Regions from separate parts of the Gossypium hirsutum genome. Here region 1 is linked to region 2. A link is a contact called in public Hi-C data. All regions are on one chromosome and are shown on one strand. Each heading gives the region's core, a stretch centred on a gene start, on an enhancer-like site or on the middle of the called end of the contact. The rest is flanking DNA. Distances are from core to core; before and after follow the strand shown.

Evidence for each region. Hi-C and Micro-C count contacts between places; a contact is called where the count stands out from the background.
Region 1: a contact with region 2 is called in a Hi-C map of leaf, with 2.3 times the contacts expected there. The contact joins the promoter of LOC107900924 here to the promoter of LOC107900936 in region 2. A contact is called at or near these places in 2 of 34 Hi-C or Micro-C datasets (callus and leaf).

The regions. Positions count from the first base shown.
Region 1 is chrD08:50,141,419-50,144,118 of Gossypium_hirsutum_v2.1, forward strand. LOC107900924 reads left to right here and starts at 1,412. Exons shown (of 14, transcript XM_041098271.1): 1 at 1,412-2,443; 2 at 2,572-2,658. The coding sequence starts at 2,018. It overlaps LOC107900926 (UDP-D-xylose:L-fucose alpha-1,3-D-xylosyltransferase MGP4), which reads left to right. Exons shown (of 4, transcript XM_016826709.2): 4 at 442-967. The coding sequence ends at 651. TRNAG-UCC (transfer RNA glycine (anticodon UCC)) reads right to left here and starts at 1,214; the gene lies at 1,143-1,214.
Region 2 is chrD08:49,774,060-49,776,759 of Gossypium_hirsutum_v2.1, forward strand. It overlaps LOC107900936 (NDR1/HIN1-like protein 6), which reads left to right and starts at 1,437. Exons shown (of 2, transcript XM_016826727.2): 1 at 1,437-2,513. The coding sequence starts at 1,801.

The DNA.
Region 1 (2,700 bases), core at 162-2,661, 370 kb after region 2:
AAGGTTCGGAGTTTCAGACAATATCCTGTGCTTGTTCTACATGCCATAATTTGAAAAAACTTTGCTAATACATGTACATCCTTTGATCAGCGCTGCACTTAGTGCATTCATATTCAAATGAATTCTCAGTAGTGTGTAATTGCATATTTTGTTAATCGGGAACTTGGAAATCGGCTTACCATAATGCTAAAGGAACATCTATTGTTAATCCAATCCAATATTTAGAAAGTCCTACTTGCATTTCTGGTCCATTGCAAAGTGTTGCTCTTGGTTTGGGTATGTAAAGTCTCTGGGGTGTTAGATTTGTGGTTCTACGAGCCCTTTTTCTCTCTCGCTCTCTGTCTTTAATATTCATAATAGATGGTGTGTGATATATTATTAAAATTTGTGGTATTAAGATTTGATTTTCTGATAATCATACATTAATAATATGTTCTGCAGGTGGATCTCTACCTGCTTCCTCAGGCAGCATTCCCAACAGGAGGATTATACTTCAAGAACCAGACATGGGTGCAGCAAACCAAGGGATTGCACGTCATAATTCATAATAATTACATCATCGGCTTTGAAAAGAAGATCAAGCGCTTCCAAGATTATGGCCTTTGGTTTGTTGATGATCATGCCCTTGACTCCCCTCTAGGCAGATTATGAAAAAGCTGGAATACCATCTGATTGCGTTCTGCATAACCAATTACATCCTCAAAAACCGTCCTAAGAGGTGGAACATCCAGTTTGATAATCTTCTTCACAAAACCATCTGCTTCGATGCTCTCGGATAGGCATTGATCATTAGCAGAAGACACTGCAGATGGATGTGGACCTTTAGCAGCTAAGAATGCTCAGTTCTTCAGCAAAATTTTTAAATTTAAATAGTGTTCAAACAGGGCAAAGTCCAAATATTCTGTTGAAATTCACTATAAACTTTTGTTTCCAGAAAAGACTTGATCAATCAATCAAATTTTTGTCACAATGTTTTTACTTAACATTATGCAAATACAATATATATTCTTTGCTGTTATAATATCTGTCTCAGCTAACATCTATTCTTTGATAGCTTTGCTAAAAATCCAATGCTGACACAGGATCTGATTGCTATATTATGCATAAAAAATGCTCTCACAAAAAGCAAAGAAAATATCACATGCGTTTGCCGGGAGTCGAACCCGGGTCTATTGCTTGGAAGGCAATTATCCTTACCGTTGGACTACAAACGCCTGCCTGGAATGGGTGGCAGATAGAATATATTAGTACCATAAAAAAAGTGTCGGCCAACTATTCCTGAAAACAGATATATTGTTTTTCTGTCATTAATAAACTAACTGGTCTCAATAAAAAGCGATAAACAAGAATCTATCATCTATCATCTGTCATCTGTCATCTCTCATACTGATTTTATTTTTATTGGTCAGAAGGAAAAATAAATAATTAACAGCAGCCCCATGCCGATAATTTTACTGAAATTAAAATATATTATAAAAACGTGGCAGGAATATCTTAATTATTTAAAGCTAAAAACATAAATAAAAAGTTATTTAAGGCTAAAGAAAAAATAATAATTAAAGACAGAACACGCTAAAATAAAGGGGAATAATAATATTATAAGATTCTCGACCGAAGAGATTACAGCTCGCAGCCAAATTCTACTGATCTGATCTTACGTTTTGTGTTTTTTTTTACTAATCTATTACTCTTTTGCTTTCCCTTCGTAGTAAAAATCTGTAAATTCCCCCGCCCCCCCCCCAAAAAAATCTCGTGCCGTCTGTCAATTATTGTGTATGTCACTCTATTCATCTTTGACAATTCAATGATCCATTCAAAATCCATCTAAATGCTATTGTTGCCATATCACAAGCTTCCTCTTTCTGTAATAAATAAACTTTAATACATCCCACTTTCTAGTCTTTGCTTTGCTTTGCTTTGTTGGGTGTGTTTCGTTTATTTGTTCTAGTTATTTTAGACTGAGTTTTCTTTTTGCGTTTCAAGAGCTAAGTTTTTTTTTTTTTGGATGAGAATGTAAATGGGTTCCTTAGAAAACGGGATCTCGTTGAAGAGAGCCGGTAGTAGGAACGAAAGGAACCCGTTTTCGAGCCGACCCAGATCGAGATTTTCTCGGCTTTTGCTCTTCAAGAAGCTAGATTATCTCCAATGGATTTGCACCGTTGCTGTTTTCCTCTTCTTTGTTGTGTTTTTCCAAATGTTTTTGCCCGGTTCAGTAATGGACAAATCTCAAGGTTCCTTCTTGGATGATAAAGATTCGGTATTTGGAGAATTGAGTTATTTGAAAGAGATGGGTGGGCTAGATTTTGGTGAAGATATCAGATTGGAACCGTGCAAGCTATTAGAGAAGTTTCAGAGAGAAAATAAACTAGTCAATTTGGATTCTTCATCTGGTTTCAACCGGAGTCAACACCGTTTCCATTATAGAAAACCTCAGCTTGCATTGGTTAGTTAAAATTGTCTCTTACTTTTGTTGATTCAATCAATGGATACATTTTTAAGGGGGTCAGTTTTTGTTGTTGGATCTTTTGCTGCATGCTGATATTTATAGTGCTGTTTTACTTCAAAATGAAGGTGTTTGCTGATCTATTGGCTCACCCACAACAATTGCTAATGGTGACCATTGCAACCGCATTGAAAGAGATTGGGTATGAACTTCAGGTAAATGACAATGAGTTCTATGCAGTTCATGATTTGTGAGTT
Region 2 (2,700 bases), core at 187-2,686:
GTGTGACGTCGACAGAATGCATTTCGGCTTTTCACTGTTCGCTATTTTTTTCGAGTTTTTCATTACACGCCTAGTCATTTTTCGATGTGAACGCAATCGTGAAAATTCCAATACCTAAATCGCCATTCCAAAAAGAATTAATAAGCAAGTCTCGCACTAAATCCGTCCACTAACTCGAACGCAACCAATCCATTAATACGAACTAACAAAACTAGCCCTTAATTAACACTTTCATCACTTACCTTTTGCAAAACAATAGCCAATAGAAGTTCAATTCACTGGAGGATCCAAAAATTCACGTTCCCCGCCTAACCAACATTACAAAATAACCGTTAATTTCAACGTCACAACGATATAAAACACTCAAAGCAAACATACGAAGAATTACCCACGACGAACTTACAAATCTAATTCTGAAATACTTACCACACACAGTCGTCATAAATTAATTGGCAAAGAGGCAACAAAATCGAGAATAACAAGAACAAGAAGGAAGATCAAAGAAAAAAGCTAAATGAAATAGGGAGGGCGACAGAAGAAGAAATTAACAAAGAAAAAAAGGAAAAAACATGAAATTGATACAAAAACACAAAAAAAAAACGCGAAGAGTGAAGGGAGAGTGGAGAGTGGAGAGTTGGACGGTTGAGGGAGAAAATTTAGGGGAAAATACGTCACCACTATTTTTTTACAACTACCCCACTAACTCCTATCATTATCCACATCAGATTTTTCCCAGAGTTTAAAACATACGCGAGAAAAACCTTACCACTAAATCAACAAACTTATTCTTTTCAAAACTTGTGCGGGAATTAAATTTAAGTCAAATATCTAAAGATAGAGATAGGAACAAAAATTCCAAAGAAAATGATTTGAACACAAGACCTCAAGCACACAACTAAATACTTAATCACTAAACCAGATCAATTTACATAATAACATTTTCACAATCCTAACTCAAAATTAAGATGTAACCACTCTTGATTTCATAAACCTAATTTTTTCTAACCCGATTTTTGGGATATTACAGATTATATCTATAAATGTATGCATAATATAGAAGTACATAGAGTTTAACAGAATTTTTAATTGCTACCGTTTAGACTAGACCTATCCATGGGCCAGGCGGCCCAGCCCGACGGCCCGCCCAAAATATGGGAGGGTTCGGGTAAAAATATAGGCCCGAAATATGGGCTTGGGCAAAAAAATGAGGCCGTTTAAAAAATGGGCCGGGCTCGGACTCAACTTTTTTGGCCCAAGCCCGGCCCGACCCGGCCCGAATATAATAAATATTTTTTTTTTATTTTTTAATTTTAAAATACTTTAAATATATATTTTTTATTTTTTTTATTTTTAAAATATTTTTTTTGTGTTTATTAAAAATCGGGTGGGTCGGGTCGGGCCGGGCCGGGCCTAAGAGTCGGGCCAAAATTTTTTCCGGGCCCGGCCCAAACCCGGCCCATGGACAGATATAGTTTAGACTCTATGACTGAAATCTGAAAAGCAATAGAAGAAATTGAAGTTAATTGTTTGATATGAATTACATTTGTTGTTGACATGCATATGTACAAGTGTTTGGGTGGGGCCATTTAATAACTTGTTTAAATAGATCCAAACCAAGTAACTGAAACAAGTACCAACATCCTTCACATTCTTCTCCTTTTGCTTGCTCTGTCTTCTTTTCAATTTTCAAAGCAATTTAATTCTCACTTACAATGACAGATAATTGTACGTAAATAAGCCACCTTTTTATTTTCTTTTTTAATCCAAGTCCACGATAGAATCATTTTTTACATACAAGCGATGTCCGACGCTCCATTTCCATCGGCCCTCAACAAGCCACCCGGATACAATGACCCTAACTCGCCCGCTGGGTTTAAACCGCCGCCGCGAAAGCCGGTTCTTCCGCCATCTTTCCGGCCCAAGAAAAAGAAGGGCAGTGTTTGTTGCTGCTGTTTCTGCATCTCTTTCTCGATCTTGATTGCCCTGATCATCATCTTCGCCGCCGTTTTCTACTTTTCGGTCAACCCCAAATTACCACGCTTCCACGTCCGGTCATTCCAAATCCCCCGCTTCAACGTCACAGAAACACCCGACGGTACCTACCTCGACGCCACGACGATGACGGTAATGGAAGTGAGGAATCCCAACGGGAAGATGACGTATTATTACGGCGATACGGCGGTCGACATCAGCGTCGGAGAAGGCGAGGACGAGACTGAGCTCGGGACGGCGAAGGTGCCCAAGTTCACGTCGAGGAAACAAAACACGACTAGCTTGAAAGTGGAGACGAAGGCGAGCAACAAGCAGGTGGATAATACGTTGGCGAATAGGCTTCTGAGTGGGTACAAATCGAAGAGTTTGGCGGTGAACGTGGCGGCTCGGACGAAAGTTGGAGTGGGTGTGGCGGGGTTGAAGACTGGCATGTTGGGGGTTACCGTTAAGTGTAAAGGAATCACCATGAAACAGCTCGACGGTGATGATATGCCTAACTGCCTCATCCACACCTTAAGATGGTAAACACGACGTTAAACTCTTCCATTTTCATTATTTTTAAGGTCAAATTGTGGTCTCCATCCCTCTACTAAGTTTAAATTGGATATTTAGTACCTATTTTAATTTTACATAATTGGTTGCTTTTCTTTTATAATAGGGATAATATAAAACTGGGCCCCTGAACTTATTCATTTCTACCTAGCTAGT